2 separate regions of the Rattus norvegicus genome follow, and region 1 is linked to region 2. A link is a contact called in public HiChIP or PLAC-seq data. All regions are on one chromosome and are shown on one strand. The core of a region is the stretch at or near the end of the contact, and the rest is flanking DNA. Distances in the headings are between cores, read along the strand shown.

Region 1 (5,634 bases), core at 3,076-5,575, 370 kb before region 2:
TACAATGAAGATAAAAGTAAAATCATGACTTTGTGAAAGTGTTTAATTAATACATGTCAAGGGTGCTTTGTTTTAATGAGGAAACCAGTAAAATGTAAAAAAAAAAAAAAAAGAAACCTATTCTTTGCAGAATTCAAATGCTATACAAACATAGGCAATCAGGAACTGGGAAAGAATTTGCAAGTAAATGCAAAACAAGGGAGCATCTACATGATAGTAATGACCGTTTCTCCAATAGACAAAGTTCATTTCCACAGACGGGGTGACTCACCCTACTACTGTCCACCTTTTACAATGCACAGAGTAAGGAGAGCCGAGAGACTCCCCAAAAGGCAGATAAGGTGGGAGAATTCTCTAGGAAAAAAACTCACTAATGTGGTTTTTCCCACTTCAAAATCTTTCACATTAAAACAAGTATTGGTGAGCATGAACATGCAAGCATCTTCCTGTATCCGGAATAATTTTTGTTTCATCTGTGAATTGGAGCAGGTGTCTCTTCCTTGGTTTGTCTTGGAGATTAAAAATGATTACATATATATATATATATAAATATATGTATATTTTCCCTTAGGCTGAATATATATGTACATAGACATGCATTCACACACAGACACACACACACACACACACACGCTCAATAGTAAAACTCTTTCCTCTTTATTTTCCTTAACGCTGGATTTGTTCCCAGCAAATCTTTCTTCATGCGTTTGTTTATTTGACGTGTGTTGAAGGTTTGCTGTACCAGACACGTGCTGAGCGCATGCATAGCTAGAGAACACACGGTGAACGCCTCACAGGCTCTAGGCATGACTGTTGGGAGGGAACTGACAAGGGAAGCATTAGTTGTGGTTTTCTGTGACACACTGTACTGAGAATCCTGGAGGGCATCCTTGCAGAGGTCAGACAGTGTCTGACGGCAGTGACTTGGGGACCAAGGGTCTGGCCCTTGGGCAGGCTGTGTTCTTCTTAGTTCCTTCTAGAAGAGAAATGATGTCTGTAGGTTGTGGTGCTGGCTAAACGAGCTTGGACACACTTGAATACAATATTTGCTAATACTATTTGGTGGCATTACCAAGCATGGATAAAATCCAAGTTATGGAAAGACAAAAGTCACACGTTTGCTATTAAACTGAATGATTAGACCACACTTAAATACAAACTCACGTTATACATACACGTGATCCTTCACAAAGGTTATATTGGCACAGGAGTAACTTAAGCATCTCTCATCTGTGCATTGGAGGAACTGGAAGTGTACCTGGGTGGTATACCAAGGGCTATACTCATGTTTGTAGGCTCTCTGCTATTAAAAGATTTTCTTCCGAGGCAGATAGAGTCTGAGTTAACCTTTTTAGCTCCAAGTCCTTTGAGAGTCAGCTCCTTATCTTACCTTTTTTATTTTATTAATCCTTTAAGAAATTATACATACATATATATATTCACAGGTGAGGAGGCAGGTACAAGATAGAAGGAGTCCTGTCATTGGACGAGAAGGAAGGATGGGCAGGAGAAAAGTTTGAAGGAAGAGGAGGAGACTGGAACGGAAAGGAGAAGAGACAGGAGGGAGAGGGCGAGAAGCCATGGCAGGTGATGTTAGATTCCGCTCTGTGTATCTACAGGTTGTTATTAATGTTTTTAAGGGATGGATGTGTACTGGGCTTTGTATGTTTAGGTGGGCAATTATATCTTATCAATTGGGCCAAAGGTTATTGTGTTGTGTGTTCGTTCATGTGTAGATTTAAGTGTAATGGAGTGTGGGGCGGCTGGTCTGGGCCACCATGGAGTTGGAATGTGTGCTTCTGGCAAGATATCCAGCAGATATCTTGGGGTACTTTGGTGCTGGGACCTAGTGGGGATAAAAGAAAACCCGACTTTTTTATTTTTTATATTTTACAACAACATATGTGTGTGTGTGTGTATAAAATATTTACTCTCTCATTTCTTCCAGATACACCCTATCTTCCTATTGCCCCGACTTCATGTTTTATTGATTTATTTTATTAATAACCCATGAGTCCCGTTTGTGTTGCCATATACTCCTAGGTGTGCAGGCATCCCTGAAGCATGGTTGACCAACCAGGGGCTGTACCCTTAAGGAACCTGATTCTCCCTCATCCAGAAGTCATCAACTGTCTATGGCTCCCCAAATAGGGATGGGCGCTTGCAGACTCCTTCCCCTCACATGCTAGAATGATGGTTGGCTTGTTTATCATATAGGTTTAAACTCTACACAAGATGGATTCTCCAGGACTCCTGCAGGCTCCTACATTCTGGGTACAGACGTGTGTTCTTATCTACTGGGATGGGTGGTTGACTTCAGGGGGTTGGGGCTCACAGTTGTCACTGGCATGGAATGGTATGAATGCTGTACCCTGGAAGAGTAATGGTTCTGTTACCGTTTGCTTCATGCAGGGCCGTGGGTAGCATTGCTGGGTGTTCTCATCTGTCTGTAGTAATACTAGCATGAAGTAACCTTGACATATGAGACGCTTGCCCAAGCAGCACCCATTCTTGCAGAAGTACAGAGGGAGAAGTGCCAGTCTTGGGCCAGGGTGAAGTGTGTAGTTACTGAAAACCTAATGGTTACTTTCTTTTGTAATTAAAACTTCAAACTGCCTTCTTCAAACTGCCCTCCAGGTAAGGGGAATGGATTCCCCTGTGTCCAAGGGAGATGAACCTTTCACAATCTACGACCTGTAGACAAACCGAACATGGGAAGAATATCATAGTGGGCTGCTTCTTGCTCTATCCTGGTGCCCTGTGGTGGATGGGGGACAGCCTGAAGGTGCTGGGTCTCTGGGGACAGACATTCACATTGCTGCATTGCTGAGAAGATGCCTTGGTCTGGAAGAGCATCCCAACTGGACAGGCTCTGCTAAGAGCGCTGTGTGGTTTCTAGCCTGCAGGAGGTACGGGTGGCAAACATTTTTTGTGCCTTGAATCTGGGTACATGAAGCATCTGCTGCGAGCCAGGTATTTGAGAGGACTCTTGTTTCTAATGCACCCCGGATGTTTGTCCTGACTGAAAGCACAGCAGCTTTGTCTGCACCCCTTCCAAGTGTGCAAAGCCAGGTTCTCCACGATCAGGTGCTCATTCTGCTGTTTCCCATTTTCTGCAGAGTCTCCAGTTTGCCTTGGTCCCCCACTGTTCCTCTTTCATCAGAATGACCAAAGCCTGGTCCTTACCACTGCACACTCTAGTTGCTCTAATTAAACATTCGAGACCCACCAGGGCAACTCCCTTGCAATCCTTGCCATCTTCCAGCTCATTCTGTTCTTGTCTCTTGGTGGGAATGCACAGAGACAATTCAGGGAGGGGAGAGGTCACAGTGACATTAAGTTGAACTGGGATAGATTGGGTTCAGACCTCCTTGAGTACCAGGAACCCTCACCTCAGGAGTCCTTACCTGATTTCTGCACGGTGCCAATAGATGGACTGGATCAATGCTCTCCTAGTGACATGAGTGACCCTCGCTCTGGAACTCATGGGAAATGCTAGTTCTGAGTAGGCACCAGAGCACACAGTAGCTGTGTCTTAGCATGCCTGGGGAAGTGAGAGAGTTCCCAAAGTTCGAGGCCTGGTTAAAATGAATGCAAAGCCTCCTTTGAAAGGGACAGCTTATGCCTATTGCCTTGACTTGTGGGATGGCCAATAGGCAAGGGGGGCGGGGCTTACCCAGAGGAAACAAAACACACAGTCACCCTGGAAGCCGCTTCCAGGCTTCACAGAGTATGGCATTACTTGGATTGTGTTCCACATTATTCCCCCACCCCCAACCTCCAGCAAAAGCTGACAGGAGACCCGTGGGAAGGCCCTGATGTCCCTGAAGAGCTGTTCTTGTCCTGAACAGTCCTTGAAAAGGCTTCCTAAGGCAGCACCTGGAGAGCAGGGCAGACGGCAGCTTTGAGCCCGTCAGAGCAGATACAGTTTCTCCATTCGTTCCTGGCACAATTGGGTAAGTGTGCACTGGCTCAGCAGGCCTCCAGCTGCGCGCTGTGCTCTGCTCTGCTGGACCGGTGCCTGGGGCCCGTGTAGGGTGCTCTGTTCCCGTGGGAAGTATTCCTAGCTCCTGTTGACAGCTTTGTAGCTGGGAAGGTCTGCTTTCTGGGGCTGGCCACTGACTGTGCCAGCCAACAGTTGTCTTAGGCCCTAGCACGCAGCTCCTGGCCTGGCACACGGGTACGGCCACTATCAGTGGGTAGTCACTTGAACTCGGTTGGGTCCTTCTAAACAGTGCTTTGAGGCTCCAGACCCATGCTGCTTGCTCCCTGGGGCTGCTGTGAGAGGCCATCACACAGCCTCCCCTATTTCAGTCCTGTAGGGAGTGACACTGTGTTGAAAGAATGCCACATGTGGCTGGGCTGGCTTCATGTCTTTGGTGTTGTATGGCTGCCATGCTAGGACTCCTAGTAAGATCTGTGTATAACTTCCAGTTGGAGGAACAGACTCCCAGTGAATATCCTCACTGAAGCCATATAAGAAATACACGGAGTTCTACTTCCGATCCTGTTCTCTGCTTCCTGATCTGTCAAGGTGTGAATAATTGTTGTCCTGTGCTTCTGTCACCTCAGAGGAGCCACCGCAGCTGACATGGCTCCTCGGCCATGACTATACTATACTGTACTATACTATACTGTACTATACTATACTGTACTATACTATACTATACCATACTATACTGTACCATACTATACTGTACCATACTATACTGTACCATACTATACTGTACTATACTGTACTGTACTATACTGTACTGTACTCTACTATACTGTACTCTACTATACTGTACTCTACTATACTGTACTCTACTATACTGTACTCTACTATACTGTACTCTACTATACTGTACTCTACTATACTGTACTATACTATACTGTACTATACTATACTGTACTATACTATACTGTACTATACTATACTGTACCATACTATACTATAGAGAGCTAAATAACTGCACACGTGGTGGGCCTTGATTTGTAATTAACTTGTCTTTTTAGTTATCCTAACAGCCACATTTTAAATCACACTGTTCTTATGGATGTGGACACTTAGGCTCCAAGGCAAGTAAGCTTGCCTACTGTTACCGACAAGCCTCAGTCGCACCTCTATGAATGTTTTGTGTGCATGAAGGCCACCGCAGCCTGTCACTCTGTTCCTCTACGCGCTGGTTTTAAGGGCAGCCTGAAAAGAAACTGTTCCTGGTCAAGGGTCACAATGCCTGAATTTTCGTCATCCCTGAATCAACTCCTTCAAACTTCCAATGCCAAAGCCAATGGCTTTCTCTGGGACTGTGGCTTGTCAGTGAGTCATGGGAGGTTGATCAGATGAGGCATTTGGTGAGGATTTGGAATCATAAGATTTGTGGTAGTTCGAGTTTTGTCCCTTTGACAAATACCCAAGAGAAGCAAATTGAGTGGGGTGGGCTGGGCCTCCCTGTGGCTCAGGCTCTCAATGGTTCAGGGCTGTTGGCTCCATTGCTTCTGAGCTTGTGCTGAGTCGGAACAGCCAGGTGGGAGCTACCACTAGAGCCAAGAGGAGGAGACAGGAAAGGACAGGGTCAGGACACGCCCCTAAAAGCTACCCTCTCAGGGATCTACTTCTTCAGGCCGGTCCCTAAAGATCCCATCAATACC
Region 2 (5,951 bases), core at 1,551-4,050:
ATCTCCATAGCTCACATTTGCTGTCTCAGTTCACCCCTTAAGGATGCTTATGTGGAAGGCACAGGCTTGGTAGCTACTAAACATGCTTGGGACAAAACAAAGTGTGATGGCCATTGTCTCGGGCTACACTTCAAGGCTGCTTGGAGGCAGCAATGCTGATGGCTGGCTGTAGATAAAGAAACGACAGACCAAGCAAGCAGGATTTGGTTCTAAACCTATATCATGAAGTATCCCAAAGACTTAATGCAAACTCAGAAGTCATTTTGAATTTCTTCTCTATTACAACACGGCAGTTTGTTAATAAATATATATTTAGTGTTTGTTAGGGATAAAGGAGCTATGATCCCCAGTCTTTATTATCAACATGAATAGATTTTGATTCATCTCAGAAACGTACCTTTACGTATGACTGTTGGATAGTTTTCTGTTGCTATGACACAAATCTATGGTTAGGACAACTTACAGAATAGTTTGTCTAGGCTTACCATTCTGAAGAGGTTGGTTCCTTGGTAGCAGAACACAGACATGGAGGCATAAGCAGGAGGCTGAGGGCTCACATCTTTGCAAACACAAAACAGAGAGATGGTGAGTTTCACATGAGACAAGTCTTTAAATTCTCAAAGCCTGCCTTCAGTGACATTTTTCTTCCCAAAGGCCACACATTTGCAATCATTGCTCTAACCAAAGATGATCCTATGAGCATTCTATATGAGCAAACAGGTGTCTTCCAGAAAATTTCTAGACTTACACAGGCAAAATACATCACCTATTGCTTCAGATTACCTCCACCCCCTACTTTGGTCACTAATTGTCATATAATAAAAGACCCCAAACACTATATTAGCAAAATCATTGAGTATTTGCTTAGTTCAATGTCTATAGAAGGTCAAATGAACAAATGAAGGTCTGTTGACATTTGCTGGACTTTTTAATCAACAAAGAATGAGCTAGAAGTCAGCTGACTCAGGCTTCTGTCATCTTTCTGGGTCAGAAGGCTAGATTGGTTCTGGAAATCTCCCAAGAAGAAAACTCTCTCTCTCTCTCTCTCTCTCTAGTATAACTCTGTATGTGAATGCATTCATGCACTTGTGTACATTTATGCATGTATTGAGTATAGGTCAACATCAGATACTTTGCCAAATCTTGCTTTACCATACTTTGTTGGTACAAACTATCTTCTCATTGAACTTGAAGCTGAACACATTTGAGTCCTCTGTAAATAGCTACCAACTGGGGCCTGGGTATTCAATTGCTGGAGACTTAATGGAGGACATTTCATTCAAACTACAGCAGCTTATCTGTACATTAGCATACCATGGGCTGGGTTCCCAGGCTGCATAAAAAGGACAAAGGTAAAATGAACACCAGTGTTCACCTCTTCTTGCTTCCTGACTGTGGCTGCTCTGTGGAACAACTCATGCTGAAGCTCCCATTGCTGTATCTCTGTGCTCCCACCACCCTCAACACACACAGTGCACTGTACTCTCAAACATAAACCCAAATAAACATTGCTTTTGGCAGGTTTGTGATCATAGCAATAGCAATGAGGAAAATGGCTAGCACAGCCAGTGAGCCAAGATGTAAGACCACTTGGTATTCCTAAGATTTGTCTGCTTGGTGTGTGTGTGTGTGTGTGTGTGTGTGTGTGTGTGTGTGTGTGTGTGTGGTGTGTAGAAGAGAGAGAGAGAGAGAGAGAGAGAGAGAGAGAGAGAGAAAGAGAGAGAGAGAATCTTCCACCCCGTTGTTTATAAACCCCATCATAAGTTCCCAGAAGAGGAAGATGATCTCTGTGGGTTGACAGCATCAAGTTTTAGATCTGAATACTGCATCTGAGTCAGTTCTTCCCTGCTGCCAAGCCTGGTCACTCGGGACTGAGGTTCCCTTGTTCTGAGAGGATGAGCTGCCCAACAGGAGGGTGAATGGACCCTGCCATGTTCTGGCTTCAGCAGCCTCCTGCCTATAGAAGTGTTTTCCTGCTCTTGGGCTGGGCTGAGTTTCATTTCACAGAGGCATAAACAAGTCTGCAATCCCCAGGGGATCTGGCAAAGGAAAATGAAGTCGTTTTACATTTGTGGCAGCCCGATTCAAATTGGAATCTCACAGAGAAGGATGCTGGCTTCTTTGTTTAGCTCTTTCTATACTTCAGGAACACAGCTTCTCTTGGCTTCCTGGCGGGAGGAAGTGGCTATGTATGGAATGCCCATTTGCATTATATAGTCTTGAGGGCCCTTTCTCTTACATAAGGCATCTAGTTTAAATCTTACACTCGGTTCTATAGAAGCAAAACAAGAAGCTATTGAGTCCAGCAGAGGGATCAGCTGCCATTCCTCTGGTGTCAGTTGAGGCAAAGCTTAAAATTCATTCCCACAAGGGAACCTCACCCCCTACTCTCATTCCAGCCTGGGTAAAGAGACAACCACCCATGACATGGTCTTTGGACACAAGCTCCAGGCAGAGTGGAAACAGGGATTCTATTATTCCCAGGTCCCCTTTCCTAGCTCCTTAGTCTCCAGTGTTTTTTTCTTATTCATTGAGTAGCTTGGGGGTTTCTCTTGCACCGGTTGCCACCTCCCATATCTCCTCACAGATATGGTAACTTTGCCCAGATACCTCTGTGTTCACCTCTCCCTTTCTGTTGCTTCTTGCCTCACTTATCATTTGTTTGCATTTCTGAGAAAAATTTATTAGCCTTTTGGACAACATTTATTTGCCAGGAAGGATGAATCCTATTATATGTCTACTGGAACCAGCGCATAGTCTCATCTTTACTGATTCTGTGCTTGGCTACAATGCAGCCTGTCCTACGCTTCTTACCTGAGATAGTGAAACTGGGCCTACCTAGCACCATGTTGAAGTCCAGCCTGTGGGTCCCAATACTCAGGTGTCCAGATCAATGTGTTCTTGAATCCCACATCCAATATTTCCAGAATCCAAGGAGTTATTTTTCTGTAACTCATACTCTTGTATCTTTAGGACTTTCTCCAGGATTTTTTCTGCCTTTGATTCATGGGCTGTATAGTGAATAGTGATCCTTTCATTTCTTTTGATGCCAAAGGACTTGGTGATGTATTTCTCTTTGGAAAATATACGTATCTGGCCATTGAACTGCTCTAACACCTTGGCTGCCAAGATCAGTCAGTTCCTCCTTTCTCTGACACAGATATTGAGACAGGGCTTGTAGATGTGAAGTTCCCTCATGGTGTTTTCCTTCCTACCCTGATCTTGTGCCATTATGGAAAATAGGAAGAGAGCCGCACTTACTTTCAACCAAAGTCTTGTTACGGGGAACCCACCAGAGATAACCACTCAGACACAGTTTATAACCAATTCTAAGTCTTTATTTTAATTAGTGGAGCTATACTTAGGTATTTGGAAGCCCAAGTGTAGCAACAAGTATTCAGAGCATGGGATTTTCTAAATCAAATCAAATCAAATCAAAACAAAGCAAACCAACCAACCAACAAACTAAGCAAACAAACAAACCCCCACATTCTTGTGTCTCATTTGGCAGTAGCAGGGGAAGGGAGTAGGGTGAGTTGGAGAATGGAGGGGGATAGGGAAGTTGTGCAAGCAAGCAGTTTAACAGAGGCTAAGATAAGCAGTTAGCTGAAGGAGAAGGTTTATATAGCAGTCAGTTTAGCATAAGCTATGATAAGCTAGCTGGGGCATCCTGACCTTGGTTTCTATTCTATGGGGCTTCTCATCAAGAATATGACATTCTAGTCAATCTTAAAATGGTTTCAGCCAGTATACAAGATGGAAGACCATCTGCATCATCTTTCCTGTTACATTCCATGACTTAGAATACGACATGGAACACACACTCTACCAAATTGCAATGCACTTTTAAATTTTCCAATCTTTAGTCCATATTAAAGGCTAAGCTCACACACTGCCTTAGTAAACTCAGGTTCCCTGGGAATAGAGAGGCATAATAGAATTATACTATCTATGTGTCTTAAACAACATAGGTCTGGAAGCAATGAATCCAGGATGGACATAATGACAGCTTTGATTCTTGACAAGGACTCATTCTGGTTTTGTAGATAGCTGCCTTCTCATTGTGTTCTTACATGACTTTTCCCTTGGTGACAAAAATACACATCTATAATTTATACAGTTAGCTAGTTGTTGGCTATTTGTTTTAGAGCATCAAATGGAGAAGAAGAAAGGAAGTTCTTATGGAATCTGAAGTGAGCCACCTGCATATTTTCCCACAGTGATGGTACAAAGTTTATAGTAGATACTAACTACTCTCAGGACCCTGTTCTTGCCTGTCCTGGATGCTTTGTTTCATTTTTTTCTAACATCTATATCAAAGGTACCTCTATCCTTTCTTCTAAAGGAAGTCTTCATATAAGTGAGAGTTGTAGTCTGTCTTGGATTGAATGAAATAAGCAGAGATGAACACATAGGTCTAACCTTGCTTTGTCCAGGTACAATATTCAAAGTTAAAATCTGCTACACAAAGAATTTGGATAACGTGGATTTTCTTGTGAGTGACTGTCCATGCAGCTGCCTGATTAACAAAGGGAGTGTGCCCCTCCTTTCCTTTAGTGTCCAAATATGCCACATGAATTTGTGTATAAATGAACTAGTTATGAAGAATAGGAGATAAAGGAAGACTAACAAATTTATGGATTTCTGAAAGGAAGAGACATTTGTTTGAGAACATTGTCCCAAATAGTACTTTGCTTCTAAATAGTCTAGATGGCCTCTAATAAGTGTATGAGTTGGTGGCTGACTGAGCCATGGATCTGTCTGCAGAAATTTCTTCTAGAAAGGACAATGCTGGAAAAGCTGGGCCATGCTACTTTGGAATGACCTTTTGGAAACGAGCTGTCGCCAGTCACAAAAATAGATTCCTCTCCCCTGTGTAAATTCCACATATGTGGTTTAAAGGAATTTATGTGTTTTAATCCTTCCTGCCTGTCAATTTTACATAAAGCAAACCGAATTCCATTCATTTAAGCAAGGTTTACTATATAGGGCTTACAAGGGACTGAGCCTAACTTGAGGAGCTATGAATACACAAGGATGAATAAGATACTGTCCTAGCACTGGAGGATCTCAGAGTCCATAAGGCAATTGAGGTAGGTAAAATATGCAGAGAATGTGAGGAAGTTAATGACAGTCTTATGGGAGTGATGAGAAAACCACACACATGAGCTGACTAAGATGTGGGGGGAACCCAGTGAAGCTTCTTAGGGCAGTGGTGACAGTTGAGATATGAGGACACTGATATATCCTAGGTAGGATGTTAAACTTCAATAGTCTCTCCCTATACATAGAGAAAACATCTCAAGAGCCTTAGTGGGCACCTGGGAACATAGGTTGTTCACACTCTATGTGGGCTATGTTTGTCTTACAGGTCTTGCAGTGGTATCATATACTCCTGTAGCTAATCTGCCATGCCATTCCAGAAAAAAATCCATCCCACTCCTCTCCACTCTATGCCATTCCACTCCACCCAACTCTCTTACATACCATTTCACTCTACTCCATATCTTTCCATTACACCCCACAGCATGGCATTCCACTCCGTTCCAGTCATTCTATGACACTCTGTTCTATGCCATTTCATCTCACTGCTCTCCACTTCATGGCGTTCATGCTATTTCAGTCCATGACACTGCACTCCACTCCTGCGCTCCATTTCACTTCACCCCATTCTACTGTACCCTACTCCACCTCACTCCACCCCACTCTACTGCAATCACCCAATTCCATTTCATTGCTTGTTGTATGTGGTGCTGTTAGGTGCTATTTGATTACCATAGATAATACCTAAATACAAGTATTGTGAGAATGTAATGTTGGCATGATAGCCAAGATATGTACCAGATGACTAATGGGTAAGTAGTATCTACTGCACCCCTGAGTTGGCTAGAAATAGTCATGTTTCACTTCCAGGGTAAGATGAAGTGAGGTAATATAAGCTTTCATCATGA

What was found. HiChIP or PLAC-seq counts read pairs in DNA pulled down with a chosen protein or histone mark.
Region 1: a contact with region 2 is called in an H3K27ac HiChIP or PLAC-seq map of oligodendrocytes, with 8 times the contacts expected there. The contact joins two enhancer-like sites. A contact is called at or near these places in 1 of 12 Hi-C or Micro-C datasets (Schwann cells) and 1 of 1 datasets of contacts at active chromatin or transcription factors (oligodendrocytes).

Annotation. Positions count from the first base shown.
Region 1 is chr6:45,015,607-45,021,240 of GRCr8, reverse strand. It overlaps LOC102550954 (a long non-coding RNA gene), which reads left to right. Exons shown (of 6, transcript XR_010052219.1): 1 at 1-3,956. Among named protein-coding and RNA genes, the nearest start is that of Lpin1, 91 kb to the left of the region's middle. Within about 2 kb of position 4,325, at least 37 of the 93 cell types and tissues checked have an H3K27ac peak or open chromatin away from gene starts, as enhancers often do.
Region 2 is chr6:44,646,735-44,652,685 of GRCr8, reverse strand. It overlaps the pseudogene Rpl11-ps2. Among named protein-coding and RNA genes, the nearest start is that of Trib2, 350 kb to the right of the region's middle. Within about 2 kb of position 2,800, at least 15 of the 93 cell types and tissues checked have an H3K27ac peak or open chromatin away from gene starts, as enhancers often do.